Linked DNA regions of Sus scrofa: all the other regions are linked to region 1. Evidence: chromatin contacts called from public Hi-C data. All regions are on one chromosome and are shown on one strand. The core of a region is the stretch at or near the end of the contact, and the rest is flanking DNA. Distances in the headings are between cores, read along the strand shown.

Region 1 (2,862 bases), core at 96-2,595:
AGGTTTGTTTCCCCTGAGCCACAACAGGAACTCCCTAGAGTGCTTGGAGGGAGGGTCCCTGTCTTATTCATTCTTTGATCACAGGGTCAAGTACTAAACACCTGTTGAACTGCTGAGTCACTCCTGCACAGGTGGTATGGAAGGACCTGGCTGTTCTTTAAGTAGCTGCCACATACCAGGCACTGGGCTAGGGGCCATGTGGGGCTGATCCCACTTCATCTTGACTTCAGCCTTATGAGGAAGGTATTATTATCTGCATTTTATATACCAAAAACCCAAACTCCGAGAAGTTGACTAATTGACCTAAGATAGTCCAGCTGAGTAACTGCCTTCTTCCCATCCGGACCCAGCTAGATGGAATGATGCAGGCTTAGAACAATTAGCTTGGCTTAGTTTAGCTGGGAAGGCCCTCAGAAGGAGCGTGTTTGATGGCCTTTTGTAAAGCCAGTGAACCCCTCATTTGAATGAAATTTCACCCCAAAAGCCCAATATACTAAATGACAGAGGCAGAGTCTCTCTAGCAGGGAAGTTTAGGGACCCCTGCCTGGTGATCCTTTGCCCCTCCCCTAAGAGGCCCCCAGGGCTCTGAGAATTAAACCCCTCTCTTTACAAAGTGGGCTTCTCAGGCTGGAGAAGCTAAGATTTGCCCAAACACAGCCAGAAACCCCCAAATAGTACTCGGACCCTATTTCACACTACTGTAGGAGACAGGACATCACTCTGGACATACTGGAAGGGGCTAATCGACCTCAAGGGATGGGCATTATCGCTACCATGATGAGGCAGGGGTTGCAGGGGTCAGTGTAGGGCTGGCTATCTTCCCTGGGTGCTCCAGCCAGGCCAGACAGGGCCGCTAGATAATGAGCACAGAACCAACCCTTTACACTTCACATTTGGCTGGGCAGGTCTCCCAGGTGTCATCTTTTCACAATCCAGATTACTACCTTAACCCTCTCAAACCTCTCTGAGATGCACAAAGCAAACACCATGATGCCCATTATACAGATACGGAGATTGAGACTTGGGCCAGGTTAACTGATATGCTCCAGGCCACACAACAAGAGACAGAAGCAGGTCCCAAACTCCAGGGATTTGCCTCCAGGTTAACTACATCCCACCTCCCTTCAGTCCAGACCCCAAAGGAGCTCCATCCAACAGCAAAATCCGAGAGTCTGCCCAGGAGTCCCTGCCCGACATTCCAAACCCCATCCCCCACTCAAATGGGCCCAGAGAGCCGCCCCACCTGTGAGCCTCAGGCTTCCTGGAACCGTCACAATACACACCAAAATACTGCCACGGTACACACCAGACAAGAGCCAAAGAGGAATTCCGCAGTGACTTCGTCCTCTCTGCTCCCTATCTCCCAGCTTTGGCCCCGCCCCACCTGGTGAGGGTGGGGGAGGGGAGGTAGACGTAGGAAGGGGCGGGGCCCCGGAGACGTGGGCGGAGCCAAGGGGACGGGGCTTGTTCCCTCCAGGGCAGATCGGTTCGGGCTGGTAGGGCGACTCCGGACTCCGGCGGGGTGGTTCCTCTCCCGCCCCCCCGCCCCCGCCGCCCGGAGGCGGGCAGTGCTGACGGCTGGTTCTGACGCAGGCGCCTGCGTGTGGGCGGCTGCCTGTGAGTCTGTGTGTGTCTGTGTGTGTGTGGTTGCCGGGGCCTCCCGGGTCTCCTAAATGGGGGTTTCCTCTCCCTGTTGCCAAGGAAACAAACAGAAGCGCCACAACTCCAGAACTGGGGCCGGCGAAAAGGGTCCCCAAGCCCTAGGCGCCGAGAGGCTTCCAGGAAGTGAGGCAGAAAAGGATCCCTGTTTCCCCCCCCACCCCCAGTCCAGGTGCTGAGCAAACGTTACCCAATGTGGGGCCTGAAACTAGTGGCCACCTGTCCTGTTTGCAGAGCACTGAGGAGTTTCCTAGGACAAGGGCCTTGCAGTGCTCAAACCCGAACAGTTCCTGGCAAAACCGGACAGTTGGTCTTCCTAAGTGTCCATCCAATTTTTGTGGGGAGGCTCTATCTTAAAAATATGAGAATATCTTTTACAGATTTCACACAGATAAGTGAACACGTGGAAACCTGGTCAGGCTCCTCTAAGGGTCTTGGGAAGGCCTGTGCCACTGTGGATCCCTGAGCTTCACCTTGCTTAGCCTCACCATAAAACCAACCTGGGTTCCCAGCCCCTGCAGCCCCTAAGTTCCTCAGGGTCCCCTTCCAAGGCTAGCCCTTGGCACTCACCCCAGGGAGGTCAACTGGGAAAGCAAATTCTCCCCGGGGAGGATGGTGGTTAATCTGCAGGAGATTTCCTGATGGGGGAACAGATCAAAGGGCACTTCTGGATTAGTGGCGGCCACGTGTGGCAGGTGGATGGGCAGGGCCTTGGCCAAGGTCAGGAGCTCCTGGAGGGAGACTCCATGGGATGGAAGGGACTGCCTTGGGCCAGTGCTTCATCAGTCATTGCTTAGAAGCCAGAACTTCAGAGCTGGGAGGAGTCTAAGGACATCATGCAAGCCAACCCCCTCCTTTCTAGACCTGCCTTGATCCAGCTCCCCAGATTCCCCTGTCCCACTATCCCTATGCCAGCCCACAGGCTAGCCCCAGAGTAACACCCCAATTGCCCTCTTTGTCTAGTAAATCCAAAGCTTACAGGGCTCCCTGAGAGCCCACTTCACTTTGGCCCTTGACCCCTGAGTGGCAGGTAATGGGGGAGCCACTGGAGCAGCGGTAGGGCAGCAGGGACCTGGCTGGGAGGGACAGGATGCACGAGTGGCCTGAGGCTGGTGTGCTCTCAGGCTGCCCAGGGAGGGGCCAAGAGGGCATCTGTTTCCTCTTGGCCATGATTCCCTCAATCCCATCCCCAAAGGAGGTGAA
Region 2 (2,862 bases), core at 143-2,642, 170 kb after region 1:
TGGCTAAGTTCAATCCCTGGCCCAGGAACTTCCACATGCTGCTAGTGCAACTGAAAAAAAAGAAAAAAAGAAAAAAGAAAAAGAAAAAAGAAAAAGAAAAAAGGAAATAAAGACACTAAAAAAAAAAGGCACTATAGCAGGTGTTCCCATTGTGGCTCAGTGATAATGAACCTGACTAGTACCCATGAGGATGTGGGTTCAAGCCCTGGGTTAAATGTTCCCTCACTCAGAGGGTTAAAGATTTGGTGTTGCTGTCACTGTGATGTAGGTGGGCAGCTGTAGCTCCAATTCGACACCTAACCTGGGAACTTCCATATGCTACAGGTGTGGCCCAAATAAAGCTCACACACGCACACAAAACACTATAGCAAAGGAAAAAATAGATTCATGCAATAGAAAAGAATGCAGAAATAGATGTTTATATGGGACATTTATTTATTAAATGCTGAAGGGAAAACACTATAAATGTGGCTTTAAATTTTTTTTTTAGGGCCACAGGTGTGGCACATGGAAGTTCCCAGGATAGAAGTCAAACAGGAGCTGCAGCTGCCCTACACCACAGCCACAGCAACTTAAGTCCCTGAGCAGGACCAGGGATCCAACCTGCATCCTCATGGATACTAGTCAGGTTTTTAACCTACTGAGCCACAACGGGGACGCCTAAAAATGTGAATTTTAAATGAATTTGTATTCTGTTAATCCTGTCAGTACATAAACTTGTTTGCAAGAATAGCATTGTATTTTATTGATTCTATGTAGAGACTCCTTGGAGTTCCCATTTCATAACCTAGGCTGGGTCACTTCTTTAGCCCTCACTGGAAGGGCTCTGTGACTTTCAAATACTTGCGTGTTAGCTCCACCAAGTTGAGCATTTATCTTCTCCACCTTTGTTTATTATAACCTATTCTATGTAATACCCGGCGTGGCCACCACGCCACATTCTAAGTGTCAGAAAGGCAGGACCCCCTGCTCTTAAAACAGGGACAGGCGCGCAGAAATGAAAAGAAAAAAATCTTCAAATAATTTTTGGGATGAGTCCTTTCCTTTTCCCTAAGCAGGTAACTGAAACTTGAAGTTTGCAAAAGCCGCGGGAAAGCGCTGTCCCAGGTCAGCGGCTGGGACTCTACAAGAATGTGACTGAATTTGGGGAGAAACCTGTTTAATTTTCCTTACTCATGCGTGTTGTACTCTTGGCTAGCGACTTGCCCACAAGAAAGATGGATTCTTCTTGCCCCAATTCTTCCTTAATATGAGATTTAGCAGCCATCTTTCTCAAGGGAAAGCGCAAGCAGGAAGGCCACACCCCATCTGTTTCAAATAAGGCCAGAAGCCTTGACATCAACAGGAGTCCAATCGGAATAGACTTTTATACCGGAACCGCTTTGCCTCACGACCGGAAGAGGCTGTGCGTAAGGGCGTTGGGGGCGGAAGTGACGGGAAGGAGGTAGTGGGGTAGTTGGCGGGTGGTTGATCAGAGCCGGTCGCCATGTCCGCGGGGAGCGCGACACATCCTGGAGCTGGCGGGTAAAGCTTTTCTGGCGAGGGCATCGCAGCGAGCATGAGGCCCAGGAGAGGCGGAGGGATCATGGGAAGCAGCGTCTGGGTAGAGGGGCGCTTGGGTGGGAAGTGTATGTATTTGAGGGCCGGACTTTGGGGGCGAAGGATCGTGAGCAGGCCTGGGGCCCCAGAAAAAGGCCAGCGGGGATCAGAGAAAGGAGAAAAGCAGGGACTTTGGGAATGACGAGCCAAAAGGGAAGGTGAGAACGAAGGGTTGTAGGACACCAGAATCTTTTAATAGGGATGACGGAGTAGAAAGGAAGTAGATTCAGGAAAAGGGTTGAAAGAAGTGAGGATTTGGGGAAATATTGCAGTGGTTGTCTGTTTAAGGAGAGATGGTAATTTTAGCTCTGATAGTAGATTCGAAAGTGTAAAGGGAGCCTGATAGCGGGAAAATGGGGTACTAAGGTGTAGTAAGGGGAGAAAAATAGTAAAAACTTTGTGGCCTAATATTTTCCTCTTCCTGTAGGCGCCGCAGCAAATGGGACCAACCAGCTCCAGCCCCCCTTCTCTTCCTGCCACCAGCAGCCCCAGGTGGGGAGGTTACCAGCAGTGGGGGAAGCCCTGGGGGCTCCACAGCTGCTCCCTCTGGAGCCTTGGACGCTGCTGCTGCTGTGGCTGCTAAGATCAATGCCATGCTTATGGCCAAAGGAAAGCTTAAACCAACTCAGAATGCTGCTGAGAAGGTATTTGAAGTTGAGGGGATTCTGCTGATTGCAGTTTGTAATCTTGTAATCTCACAATCATTTGTCTTAAGGAGACACTCTCGGGGGTGGGGGTACAGTAATTTAGTTTTTTTTTTTTTTTTTCTTTTTAGAGCTGCAGGAGCGGCATATGGAGGTTACCAGGCCAGGGGTCAAATCAGAGCTGCAGCTGCTATGCCACAGCCACACCAGATCTGAGCCCCCTGTCTGCAACCTACACTACAGCTCACGGCAACACCAGATTCTTAACCCACTGAGCAAGGCCAGGGATCTAACCTGCATCCTCATGGATGTTAGATTCGTTTCTGCTGAGCCAGGATGGGAACTCCTAGGAGGCAATTTTGCTTGGGCTAAGTTACATTTATGGACCAAATAACTTGTTTTGTCTGTGTTCCCTTAGTTCAGCCCTAGTTCTGTCTACATGATCATTTAAAGCAGTGATGTAATAGGTTTTTTGATACATGTGCATTTCCCCTGAAGTCAAAAGAGAAAATCAGATAAATCGTGGTGAGCTTTAAAATATCTCTAATTAAATCTATAGATTTAGGAGTACTCCTGTGGTGCAGCTGGTTAAGGATTCAGCATTGTCACTGCAGTGGCT
Region 3 (2,862 bases), core at 191-2,690, 160 kb before region 1:
ATGGCCTCGGGTTCCGTCATCCTGGGGCCTCACTTCTGGGGTCTACCGTAAGGTCGTGTCACCCTGGAAGGAGCAGAGGGAAGCTCTGTCAGAAGCTGCTGCTCTTGGAGTTCCTGTAGTGGCTCAGTGGAAATGAATCCAACTAGTAACCATGAGGTTTCGAGTTCAATCCCCGACCTTGCTCAGTGGGTTAAGAATCTGGCGTTGCCACGAGCTGTGGTATAGGTTGCAGACGTGGCTTGGATCTGGCCTTGCTGTGGCTGTGCCATAGGCCAGCAGCTATAGCTCCGATTCCACCCCCAGCCTGGGAACCTCCACATGCCCCGTGTGCGGACCTAAAATAAAAAGGCCAAAAAAAAAAAAAAAAAAAAAAAAAAAGCTGCTGTTTTCTGGGTTGATAGAACCGAAGCTCAGCTGGTCTTACGGTGGGCTTTAGCCCCATCTGGGACCTTAGGGAGAACATGGTCCTTGTGTTGAAATAGAGTGAGGCAGGAGGGAAGTGAGCAGCTGAAATGGAGACACCCTTTCGACATCAAATGCTATTCACCAGGAGAGGGTGAGTCAGGGGGCACAGGCCCTGGCAGCTGTGGCCTCGCCTCCACCCACATCTCCTGCCCCTCTCCACCAAAACCCCTGGGGTCATGGCCACCCAAATGCAGGAATGAGAGGAAAAGGAGGTGTCTAGAAATTTGCCAAGGGCTTTCTTCTTGCTAAAGACCTTCTCGTGGACAGAGAAGCTTCCCTTTCACTTCCAAACCTTGCCTTCCCCTGAAGACCCCGGACTGGAACTCTCCTGGCAACTTATACCAACGATTTGCCAACAAATCTGTCCCAAGGAGCTGGCAGTAGCAGGGGACCCTGTTCTTTCGTCTCCAATCTGGATACTTGGTCGGTTTTCAAACTTCTCACCAACCCACTCCACATCTGAAGGGCCTGGGTCTGTCCATTTTGACCTCTAGGTCTAATCAAAGCTGTTTCCCATGCCTCCTCTCCTGTCTTTCTCCCCTCCCTGCCGTCCTCCATCTCACTGCTTCTGGATGAGGCTAACTTCCCTCCCTTCACTGCTCAAGGACCTCCGATCCCTTAATGTTTGGACCCGTGACACCCACTTACTTTCCATCTGGAGAGAGGTAGAGGGTCCCCAGCGTCCGGGAAGGAGCTGCCTAGCTCGCTGCTGGCTCTGCAAGTATTTCTCTCCGTCTCCCTCCCTTTACCTGGGTCTCCAAACCTGTCTGACCAGAGCAGGTGGGGCCCAGATTAAAGGGCAGGCCCCGCCCTGCTGAATCTGCCGACAGAAAAAGCCTTAGAGAAGGACGTCATGCTCTCTGAAAGTGGGGGTGCAGCTGAGCCTAGAGGTAAGTGTGTTCTAGGAACATGGGTTTTGTAGGAACTCCCAGCACAGGAAAGCAAAGGGGGAAGAATGGGTTTGTGCATCAGAAGGTGCTTGGGGAGTTCCTGTCATGGCTCAGTGGTTAATGAACCCTACTAGTATCCATGAGGATGCAGGTTCGATCCCTGGCCTTGCTCAGTGGGTTAAGGATCTGGCATTGCTGTGAGCAGTGGTGTAGGTCACAGACGCAGCTCGGATCCTGCTTTGCTGTGGCTGTGGTGTAGGATGACAGCTACAGCTCCAATTGGACCCTGGCCTGGGAACCTCCATATGCTGCGGTGTGGCCCTAAAAAGACAAAAGACCAAAAAAAAAAAAAGGATGTTGGAGTAGGTTGGAAAACACCCAAAAGAGAGGTGGAATTTCTACACTTATTCATTCAATATTTATTGAGCACCTGTTATTAGTTAGGCACTATTCTGGGCATAGACATAGGAAAGAACGAGATGACAGGCAAAGTCTCTGGACTTAAGGGGCTTGTTCTGTTGGGGTAGCAGATAATAAAGAAGCCTAGAAAATAAATCAATAAGACAATTTCAATAGGAAAATTTCTTTGCCAAAGTGATATTTGAGTTGAGACCTGCTGGGAATCAGGAGAATGGGTGTTTCAGGCAGAGGAACAACAAGTGAAAGGCCAATAAAAAGGAAAGACAGGTTGTTTCAGGAACATCTCCCTAAGCACCTTGCTTTTTAGGTTAGGTTTAAGGTTACAAAAACCGTGGCACAGTGGTTTAAGAACGTGACTGCAGTGGTTCTGGTCACATAGATCACAGCCATGGCTTGGATTGAATCTGTAGCCTGGAAACTTCCTTATGCTGAGAGTGTGGCCATTAAAAAAAAGACAGCAATAGGAATCCACAGTGATCTTTCCTATGGGAGGACCAGGGGGCAGAAATGTAAGGGTGTAACTTCTCATTCCTGTGGATCTTTTCCCCTTAAGTCATTAGAGCTTCGTAAGGGGAGGGACAATGTCTGAATTGCTCATCTCTGTGACTCCAAAATCCAGCACTGTGGCTGGAAGACAGCAGATGTTCAATAAATGTTTACTGGAACAGTAAGTGAGGAACATGCAAGTGGAAATCTTTGGGTTGGGGTCGGAAGCTGAAGGGCTGAGGTGTCTGTGTAAGAGTCTTATCTTGGAAGGCCTTGTCATACTCGGTTCTTTCCAAAAAAAATTTCACATACAAGTTTTTTGCTTGTTTAAATAATGGGGGAAAAGAGAGAATTAGAATCACTGTAACTAGTAACCTGAAAGAGGCTCGACTCAAATGGGGGCGACAGAAAAACGAACCAAATGACCACAGTCAGACAAGGCAAAGCCACACTCCTAGCTGTGAGCCCATCTGCTTAGGCTCAGCCCTCCTTAGAGTCCGCTGTTCGCTCTCTGGCAACTTTGTCAATAAAGTTTTTCACAAGGGCTTGCAGAAGCCGGAAAGAGGCCATGCCGCCCAGAGTTAGTTCTGGCAACTTCCCG

The links. Hi-C and Micro-C count contacts between places; a contact is called where the count stands out from the background.
Region 2: a contact with region 1 is called in a Hi-C map of liver, with 5 times the contacts expected there. The contact joins the promoter of KIAA0907 here to the promoter of LMNA in region 1. A contact is called at or near these places in 1 of 5 promoter capture datasets (fetal liver), 4 of 47 Hi-C or Micro-C datasets (heart right ventricle, liver and skeletal muscle) and 1 of 2 datasets of contacts at active chromatin or transcription factors (alveolar macrophages).
Region 3: a contact with region 1 is called in a Hi-C map of liver, with 2.9 times the contacts expected there. The contact joins the promoter of TMEM79 here to the promoter of LMNA in region 1. A contact is called at or near these places in 3 of 47 Hi-C or Micro-C datasets (embryonic fibroblasts and liver) and 2 of 2 datasets of contacts at active chromatin or transcription factors (alveolar macrophages and skeletal muscle).

The regions. Positions count from the first base shown.
Region 1 is chr4:93,924,939-93,927,800 of Sscrofa11.1, forward strand. It overlaps LMNA (lamin A/C), which reads right to left and starts at 1,346. Exons shown (of 13, transcript NM_001111257.2): 1 at 1,244-1,346.
Region 2 is chr4:94,096,819-94,099,680 of Sscrofa11.1, forward strand. It overlaps KIAA0907 (UPF0469 protein KIAA0907 homolog), which reads left to right and starts at 1,393. Exons shown (of 15, transcript XM_001928648.6): 1 at 1,393-1,524; 2 at 2,027-2,243. The coding sequence starts at 1,487.
Region 3 is chr4:93,767,400-93,770,261 of Sscrofa11.1, forward strand. TMEM79 (transmembrane protein 79) reads right to left here and starts at 1,441. Exons shown (of 4, transcript XM_001927978.5): 1 at 1,114-1,441; 2 at 1-63. The coding sequence starts at 20.